Regions from separate parts of the Hordeum vulgare genome. Here region 1 is linked to region 2. The links are chromatin contacts, called in public Hi-C maps. All regions are on one chromosome and are shown on one strand. Each heading gives the region's core, a stretch centred on a gene start, on an enhancer-like site or on the middle of the called end of the contact. The rest is flanking DNA. Distances are from core to core; before and after follow the strand shown. Region 1 holds the start of LOC123448771 (WRKY DNA-binding transcription factor 70-like). Region 2 holds the start of LOC123448763 (ABSCISIC ACID-INSENSITIVE 5-like protein 2).

Evidence for each region. Hi-C and Micro-C count contacts between places; a contact is called where the count stands out from the background.
Region 1: a Hi-C map of seedling shows a contact between it and region 2, with 3 times the contacts expected there. The contact joins the promoter of LOC123448771 here to the promoter of LOC123448763 in region 2. A contact is called at or near these places in 2 of 6 Hi-C or Micro-C datasets (leaf and seedling).

Annotation. Positions count from the first base shown.
Region 1 is chr4H:410,783,043-410,788,142 of MorexV3_pseudomolecules_assembly, forward strand. LOC123448771 (WRKY DNA-binding transcription factor 70-like) reads right to left here and starts at 3,204. Exons shown (of 3, transcript XM_045125771.1): 1 at 2,760-3,204; 2 at 2,543-2,647; 3 at 1,615-2,258. The coding sequence starts at 2,812. The coding sequence ends at 1,796. It overlaps LOC123448769 (octanoyltransferase LIP2, mitochondrial), which reads left to right. Exons shown (of 1, transcript XM_045125769.1): 1 at 1-540. The coding sequence ends at 459.
Region 2 is chr4H:410,102,424-410,107,445 of MorexV3_pseudomolecules_assembly, forward strand. LOC123448763 (ABSCISIC ACID-INSENSITIVE 5-like protein 2) reads left to right here and starts at 2,818. Exons shown (of 3, transcript XM_045125762.1): 1 at 2,818-3,680; 2 at 3,762-3,833. The coding sequence starts at 3,174.

The sequences.
Region 1 (5,100 bases), core at 1,954-4,453, 680 kb after region 2:
CCGCGCCAGGCCGTGCTCTACCCCATCCTCTCGCTCCGGGACATAGGGCTAGGCGCGCGGAGGTATGTCGAGGGGCTCGAGTCCGCCATGATCGAGGTGGCCTCTCTGTACGGCGTCAAGGCGCGGCCGGGGGGCGCCTGCGAGACCGGCGTGTGGGTCGGGGACAGGAAGATCGGGGCCATCGGGGTCAGGATCTCCTCAGGGTTTACCTGCCATGGCCTGGCCTTCAATATCGACCCCGATTTGGGCTACTTCAAGCACATTGTGCCCTGCGGCATTGCTGACAAGGAGGTCACATCGCTGCGGCGGGAGGCGGCAGTGGAACTCCCTCCTGACGAGGTCATCCATGATCAGCTCGTGCAGAGCTTGGCGACAACCTTCCGTCTCGGTGATGTTAAAGTCAAGGATGATTCAGAGTGTGCAGACATGATTAGCTCAGCTGCAACTGTGCAACATTGATATGTATTTACTCAGTGTACTTCTCTTCTGTCTACTATGAGTTTGCCTCGACGCCTTGTTATAAATTTTTGGGTTCCAAAATTTTCGTCTGATAATGTTCTCGTCGCAAAGGAAGGTGCTCCCCATGCTGTTGGCCAACAGCTAACATCTGAACCATCCCTATTGGTGTGGTATCTTCTTGGTATGCTTTAAACAGCTGCTTCACGAAGATAATAGTTATGTGTGGATATATATCAGCTTTGTTGAAATACATGGCAGAAACACCTTGTCGTGGTAACAACATTGGAGAAATCGTCAGATTTTGCTTGTTGCAGATGAAAGGAAACAAAGGTAATCTTCATATGGTATAGACCAACAGCGAAAACCTGAACAAGCCTATTTGTCTCTGCTTGGTATTCTTCCGATGGCGTCCTGCTTCATGGAGATGGTGAATTCTGTTGATATATTACATAGTTAACAGATGATGTGGGTGTTCCAAATGTTGATATTGAAATTTCCCTCTATTATTGAGCACGCGGACCTTTTGTCTGATTTGATGTCTTGCACTTGTTTTGTTCTCTCTTCATGATCAGGTCCATTTGGACAAGCCCTGGCTGCTGTAGGGTGCTTGAAGGCAAACAAGTCTTTAAGAATGTAATTCATGTGTAAATCTGCACCAATAACATCTCCAACTGTGGAATATAATCTATTTTTGTTCCTCCAACTTCATCAGCATGTCTCCTGAAATATTGCATGATATTGATTTTTCGATAAAGCTGGTATGTTGTTACGCCATGCACAAAAAAAATGATCTTGCATATTCCCCTAAACTGGATTTTTCTTATTGCACTGGCATCCTGCTATTGATGACCAAGGTACAAAATGTGGTTTGGAATAAGATTGCTGCCCATCTTTCATGTTTATCTACTTCTGGTCCTTTCTATGTTGTGCTTCATATCACCAAGATGTTTGGTAACTTGTTTATGACCATGCTGCACATTTATTTATACTAGTACAGTATGATTTAAGAGCTCTGCCCTGTGTCATCGTGTGTGTTTCCTACCCTGATCGGCTAATCCATTCTTATTGTGTATGTAGCATAATAGGGCAAGGAATGTATTCATTGCTTTTGAAGGTACAAGATGCTGCAGTGTCTCAACAGAAATAACATGAGAGTTTGCAGAAATGAACTCTGCCTTTAGAATTAGCAGTGGTATTTCATTTCAATTGAACTAAGAAAATCTTGACCACATCCCACATGCAAGTATCTGGTGCTCTAACATATGTAGATGGGAAAAAAAACATGTGTATCATATTAGTTCTTTGAGGTAAGATCAATTGTCTTCCATTGATCCATTTACAAAAAATGGAAGAATCTGATAGAACCGAATCTCCCTGCATCTATGTCTTCAGAAATGTATGCATCTTGGCACTCGGTGCTGCAGGACTGGATATCGGCACAGGCCGTCTTTTGCTCTACGACGCCGGGGCCCCAGGAAGAAAGCGCCTCTGAACGAAGGGCAAGGGGCTTGTTTTTGTTCTCTGAAGGCGCGCTGCGTGGCGCCGCACTCGAAGAAGGCGAGCTGGCATTGGCTCCCGGCTCCTGAGCACCAGATGAATCGAAGCAGATGGAGACCGCCTTTCCAGATGCGGTCTGCAGCTGGAACTCTGTGGGGGTGAGGGCAAGGAAGGCGCTGTTGCACGAGTGCTCATTGTAGTATGTGACTTGGTACAATGGGGGGTCGCTGTGATCTTTCTGCTGAATCTGCTTGGTGGCCGGGCAGTTCATGTTGTCTTTGTAGGTGCATCTGTAGTAGTACCTGTGGCGGGATAGAAAGAAGAAGACGAATCTGTGAGTAAATCGGACGACTGAGGCCTCTTCATGCCTTGGCAAGTTTGTTATTACACTATATGCAAAACCTATCTATGGTAGATTTGGACGGGGAGAATGAGAAGACCACCAATCAGAGAGAGGTGGGTAAGAGACTTGTGGTATGCCAAGGCAAGACGGATTCTAGATGCTAATGCTTTTTTGGGAACATATATGCAGATGCAGATCAGCAAATGAGGATGAGGATGAGGAGACCAAAGGTGGGGTGCGAACCTGGGAAAGTTGCAGTTGTTGATCTTCTTCTCGCCGTACTTCCTCCATTGGTGGCCGTCGTTGTGCGGCGCAAAGGTATCCACCTTCCTCATGCGCTTCTCTTTCCTGCAAGTTTTGTTTTCATTTTAGAAACAAATCAAGAAAGTTTTGTTTCCTCCCGATTGAACCGCTAAACCAACATCTCCGCACACATACAAAGATGACAAACAAAGGTTACCTTGATCCGTGGCCTAGAAGGTGTGATTGATTGGGGCTCGGCACGGGAGACATTGTTGCCCAGTCCGAGAGCAAAGCAAGAAACAGAGAGAGAGAGAGGAGAGAGGAGGGGAGAGGCGCAGGAAGGAGAGAGGAGGAGGAAGACGAAGAAGAAAGAAAAGGTATGAGCTAGCCTTAATCAGAAGCGTACTAGACCAGGGCGCCCCTTTTAGCTTAACGTCAAGACCTCTATAATTGAGTCCCTGATGCAGCGTATAGATTATAAAACTCGGCCTCCCCTCATAAACTGAGACCAGGGAGGGATGAGATGCAAAGATAATCTTGTCCTCCTTCCTTCCCTCCCAGTCCCAGTCCCAGTCCTAGAGGAAGGAGCAGAGCGTATCGCTATCACGTGCTCCCCCGCACCGACGGGGCGCCCGCCCGCGACCCCGAGAAATTTCTCCGCACCTTCTTGAGTGAGAGAAAGCCCTGCATCTACAAGTGGCCTCGGGTGATGTGTTCCGGGCCATTTTTTTTATGGCGCTAAGCACTGTCATCGATCTCGCAACTGGGTCTAACAATAATAATCCTCCGTTGATCGGGACTCGCCCGGCTATATTGTATTCGGCCGGACCAGTTCAAATCTTGTCCAAAATGGAAGTTTGGTAGCGCCGGGCGATTAAACTAGTGGCCGGGCCTGGCCGGATTCTTCTTGGCTCGCGGAGGCCGGGAATCGTCTCGTTGCTTGGGAAGAGAGATGATACCTAACGCACATCCACGCCTTGCCTGCTTTTTTTTTATAAGACCTGCACATGCCGCACAGCCAACTTGAGGCGGGAAGGAATCTCTAAAGCTCCCCCCCTAAATTAGGACCCCCCCCAAACATGAGATCATCCATGAGGTTTTCTCCTTCTCCCAACTGCAACTGGATGGATGCCCGGTCACCACAGCATTATGTTATGCTGCAGATGCAAATGGCCCTCTGCTCTACATCACGATACCGCTCTGCCTAGTCTATGGGTCGGGTCGCGTCAGGTCTTCGCAAGCAGTAAAAGCATCTCTTGCCGCTCTCCTCCCTCTAATGAAGTAGCAGGAGTAATATACTGTATTTCAGAGAGCTCTGAAGTCTGAAATAGTAGGAGTATTCTCTTGTGAAATGTTGACTGGCAAGCCAGGCACAGCACCATGATATTGTTTCCAGCCAGAATGGCAACCATGACCTACTACTGTTCTCCTGCTTTTCATTTTTTTTCATTTTTTCTTCTCTGATAAAATGATAACAAAATAAATGAGGTGTTGATACTTGACCATGTACTCAAGACAGCTCACAAATGCTGCAAGGTCAAAGAATTCGGAGAGAAGGAAACCAAGTGTTACCAGATCACATACTTTATTCCTCGCGGGAAGAAAAGATCACATTGTTTATTCGTACCAGCATGTTACTATAATTAAGACCTGCTTAGCCAAAGCTCTGACCTTTTAACCCCCATTTCCTCCTCTGGTAGTAATTTACAAACACTCTGAGGCGGGGACACGTAGCCCCTTTTTTTAATTGGCTTCTTCTAGAAGGAGGACAGGTAACGCCTTGTGATTGGTCATTCGGCAGAGAGGGGGAAGGGGGATGCATGCCATCCAGATCTTGGCTTATTCATTGACTTTGCACACTTTTTTTATTTATGCAATATAGTAAATGTCCAGCTAATTGAGTTGGTTACCGACTAAAATAGGGCGTCACAGTCCTCCTGATAAGAAACAGATAAAATAATCGTAGAAGTGTGGCCACAATGAACTACACGATTAACAATCGAGAGCCAAGAGATAGAAAAAGTGTACAAGTGCGGCGCGTCGACGTTCAGACCTGCAAATATCAGCGAACGCAATACACTCATTTCTTAAATAAATACAGTGTAACTACTCCCCTAAAACATGGAAATAAATACTTTCTCTGTAACTAAATATAAAATATAGAAACGTCTTATATTAAGTTACAGGGGTAGTACGTACAGTAGGAGTACTTTTTCCTTTCTTTTTTGCTGGGATAAATACAGAGTGGTTATCCAAATATACAGTAAATGGTTAGGGCTAATACCTACTCCCGTGAAAATATATCTTACCGCACATGGATATACTCTTTGAAACCCAACTTTGACGCCTCTTGTGTATTGGTTTGTGAAAACAATTTAGAATATCACAATTCTAGAATATACCTTTTTCATTTTGATAAGTCAAAGTGATCTTTTTAATGTATAAGTAGTCAAAGGGAGATATTTGACTACACATTGTTGTTTTTCTCTCAAATGGTTGTATTAGATGTTGTGGTGGAAATTGATTCTGATATATTTCAATGAATTTTTGTTTTATTA
Region 2 (5,022 bases), core at 1,568-4,067:
TATAGAGATGTGAAACCTCTATGAAAATCTTAAAAACATGCAGTTATTAAAATGGAAATGATATAGAGATGTGAAACCTCTATGAATGAAGAACCAGCAAAACCTCCAACATCAAAAACATCATAGAAGATGCACATGAACTCCGTTTTCGATGAACTCGAGCTTGTCATAACGATGACCATAAGCTCTAATACTCACAAACAGAAACAATAAACAAGAACCAAGAAATATGATGCAATGATGCAAATGGTTTGAGCTCTCAACGAACGATACAATCAAGCTACTCACTTGAGAGCCCCCCTTGACAGTACGACAATCTATCCTAAAATATAAAACCTATCAAGGACAAACCTATACCTTGCACATAGTCCACTTGAGCTAGATGATTACGATCTTGACTTCCTCAAGATGGACCATCTTTCTTGATTGCGCTAGCTCGATGAAGACTTGTAAATTGCTCCCCCATACCCCACTATGGGTGATCCACTTTTGAGCACATCTTCACAAGTCCATTGCCACCAGAATGGACGAAAGGCTTCAAGCAAGGTTTCTTCGTGATGCTCCACTTGAACTTGCACACAACAATCTTGATGATGATCACCACTTGATGTCATCCTTCATGGGTTGTATGCAATCTTTCTCTTGACTCAAGCCCATGGAAACACACCTAAACCCACATAGAACTCTCACGAAGACCATGGGTTAGTACACAAAGCGTAATGAACAATGCTTACCATACCATGGGATCACTTGATCCCTCTAGGTACGTCTTGTACGCTTTGTGTGTTGATCAACTTGATTTACCCTTTGACTTAGTCTTGATCAACCTTGTGTCTTTATGACAATTCTTTGGATAATACCTTGAATACCACCTTGGTCATCATATAAACTCCTTCAAACCAACAGATGGACTTCAAGAAGTGTCTATGAACAAATCCTTTGAATATAACTTAAGATAACCATTAGCCATGGAGATTGTCATCAATTACCAAAATCACATATGGAGTAATATGCTCCAACACCAGGCGTCGGATGGAGGAAGCGCAGGCGACGCAAGCGACCGTGCAGGCGGCTCAGGCTCCGGCGCAGGCGGATCAGACTCTGACATAGGCCAATTCCGGTGAGGAAGAAGCTTAGTACACTAGTTAGTATGTAGGATATATTCTGCATGCTTTTGTATGGGTATGAAGGATGAAATATAAGAGCAACTTCAATGGCGCGACCCATTTCGTCCGCCGCCGTCCGTTTGGATCGGCGCGGACAAAAATGATGGCCCAACGCGCCGACCCATTGCCAAAACGCGTCCGCTTCGCGTCCGTGCCGACCCATTTCTGGTCCAAAATTGGGACTGAAATGCGTCGGCACGACACGGACGCGAAGCGGACGCGAAGCGCCCCCTCGATGTCCGCCCTCAACCACCGCAGTCAATATAATTTATGACGTCTGCCATCCTCGGGCCCATGCGTCAACGACCGCGGCCGACCTTTCTTAATCCGAGCGCGCGGTGGGATTTCGCCATCTGCTTCCAGAACCCTCCCACGTCCCCATCTCTCCACCCCTTTGTTTCCTCGTCGACGACCCATCAACCATGGACAACGGCGACAACCTCGTCGTCTATGTCTGCGCGATGCTGCCAGAGAAGGTCGTCTACCTGCAGGCTAAGAGGGCGATGCACCAGGCGCACGAGCGCGCCCGTGCTACGCCCGGCTTCTTCTAGAACACCCTCGTCGTCCACCCTCGCCCACTTCTTTCAGAGGAGGCTGCCTACCTTGAAGCTCAGATGGCGATGCACCAGGCGCACGAGCGCGCCCGTGCTGCACCACCGCCGACACCAGCACTAGCCGCGCCGGCACAGCACGCCCCTGCTCCGGCACAGCCCGACCTCGCCCCCGCGCCGGCACAGCCCGCCCCCTCTCCGACACAGTCCGACCTCGCCGCCGCCGCCGAGGACGCCTAGTTTTTTCTTTCTTTTTTTCATTAATAATGTAACGCGTGGACTCTGGTCGGCCTTCGTGGCCGGCTTTTTTAATGTTTAAATTATGCATGTTTGGTGCATGCCGGCAAAAATGTGTCGAGCCAGCGTTGGACGCATGCGCCGACCCAAACATCGAAGCGGACGTTTGTGTCCGCCTGACCGACCCAAACGGACAAAAAACGGACAAAATCGTCATCCGTTTGAATCAGCCCATTAGAGTTGCTCTAAAAGAATTGGATGCGAAAAGAAAAAAATTAAACCTGATCGATCAGTGTTCTCATGGCATGGTTGGGCTGTAGATGCTTTTATTGACAACACAAATTGCAACTCAGTGATCAAGTTGAACGATCCGAACCATGTCTTGGGCGCGGTGAAAGGTCTTGAGTCGCCCTCGTTTACCGGGCTCATCTGGTCATCCCTGCAATTCGGCACCAGCCTAGCTCTCGCTCCTCTTTCCTCTAGCGAGAGGTCAAACCAATGTAGCCGTTGTGGTTCACACAAGTGGTATATTCGCGCCACGATTCGCCCCTGAATCTTTGTCTACTTTCGGCTCCCGCTCGATCGGAATGTTTTTGCTTTGCTTTGCTTTGCTTTGAAGACATACGGTATCGTTTACTACAGTACTTGCTATACTAGGTCGAAATTCCAACCAATTTTGCACAGCACGTCTGAATGGAACGGACTATTTAGCGGGCCCGGTCTCTGTGGCACTCGCTGACCCGTTGTCCCTGCTCGCTATCGCTAGCCAGCCTGCAGAGACTGCAGCAGCGCCCGCCCACCACAAATAAATAAACTAAACTAAAAATTCCACCGGGCGAAAAGGCGACGGAGTTGAAAGCAAAGCTAGGAACCTTGGCTCAGGCTGGCCTCGCTAAAAAACCAGGAGCTCTTTTCCTCTCCCTCTCTCTCTCCCCCCCTCTCCCTCCTCTCTTTTTGGATTCTTCCCATCTTGAGGCATCGCCTGTCTGCCCCCATCGGCCCAAGCCCACCACTCCCTTTGAGGAATCGTAAATCCTTGCCTCCCCAACTCCCCTCTGCCTTCTTCTTCTTCTTCTTCAGCTGTCCAGCCAGCCTCGCCTCCAAGGGAAAGGAGAGAAGAGGTGGAGCGGCATCTCTCCGCGCTGCCATGCAAGTGTACGCTTACGTTTCTTCCAGGTGTTTCTTGTGTGGTGTCCCTGTCCGCGCGGCTAGTGAGTGAATGGGAACTCAGGCAATGCCGTCCGGTGGGGCCATCTCGCGCCAGGGCTCGCTCTGCAGCCTCACGCTGAGCGACGTCGAGGGCCAGCTGCACGGCGTCAACCTCGACGACCTCCTCCGCACGGCCGGCTCGGCTAGGAAGACGGCTGACGAGGTGTGGCGGGACATCCAGGGCGGCACCCAGATGACGCTGGAAGACTACCTGTCCAGGCCCGGTGCCGATGCGGGGGGCGCCCACTGGGCCGAGCAGTACAATCCCGCTGCCCCGGTGCCGGGGCAGCAGCGCCACACCAACGTCGGGCGTCCCCTGCCGCGGCCGCTAGGGGTGGGCGCCGGGCCGGTGCTGGACGCGCTGTACCACGACCACGACCACGACCACGACGGGGCCACCATGTCCGGACGGAAGCGTGCCGCCGCGGGCGGCCCCGGGGAGAAGACGGTGGAGCGGCGGAAGAAGCGGATGATCAAGAACCGGGAGTCGGCGGCGAGGTCGCGCGCGAGGAAGCAGGTGGGTCCCTCTCGAGACCCCAAATCTCTCCCTCTCGCATTTGTTGCACGCTCACTCGCTTCCATTTGGCTCTTACGGCAGGCGTACACGAACGAGCTCGAGAACAAGATCTCCCGGCTGGAAGAGGAGAACCAGCAGCTCAGGAGTTACAAGGTACTACTCCCAACTCCCAACCTAGTCCACACATCTCAAGTTGCTCAAGAGATCGATGAATTCCATCAACAACAATACCAGGCCTCGTCGCTTTTCATGCTGGCTACGAAACGCCTCCAGTAACATATACAGTAACCCCGTAATACCAGGGGCTAACATAGGACAAAGCTGGAACGAAAACAAACCGCTATCCATTGCCACTCAACGTCGGGTGGTCAATCAGTGGGAGCGAAACTGTTCATTTCTGGATTTATTATTTTTTTCTGCTTCTCCTGTCGTGCTGATGCATGTATAGCGTGGTCTGCTATTGCTGATGAGCCCGCCCTTGTGTGTTTCTTTCTTTCGCTGTCTGTGCGTCGTTGGCTTTGCTCTGGAGTGGTTACCAGAGGATGTCAGATGATGATGGATGGACCATAAAGTTCTACCCAATCAAGTCGACACCTTCTGACCGCTTCATCTTGTACAAAAACTTATCTCGTTGCATTATGTCAATATTTTTCACCCTACGAAAACTACTTTTTCTAGCGTGTTTCTTTAACTCCTTCTGCACCATAATACTTGTCGATGGGGAAGATTAGACTAGTTCTTTCCACCTAAAGTATTATGATACAGAGGGAGTAAATAATTAGCCAACATGCTGCATTTGCTTGATCATCAATGGATAACACGGTGGAGGATCAATCATTTTCATTTCTATCTATCTCACCTCCCTTTACAGGAAGAATAGTCAATGTCTATTCCCTGCTGGCTGCTGATTGGATTCATTAACATATGATAAGAAGATGGTTATTTTTTTTAACCTATTGGATGGAACTAAAATTAGGTTTTTGGGAAGGTTTTATCTCTTTGTCTGCCAGCTCAGTCCCTTCGTTACCAATTTACAACCATGCAGTCAGCATCACAGTAGTTGCTGGTAGTAGTAAGATAATAAGCTCCTCCCCAGCTCCATGCTCATAAATAAATACGAGTAGTATAGTATTGCTGCCCATCTGTTTCAGGCTTTCAGCTTTGATGCGCAAAGTTTTACTAATATCCATGAAAAATTTGCACATCTACCTCGCACCGCACATTTTTCGTTTTCTGGGATTTTTTGTACTAGTAATAGTCTTGTGCTCCTTTCAATGCATATGTCATGAAATCTGAAGACAGCATGTATAAGCCTGCCAGTGACAACCTCTCGGAAAGGTGA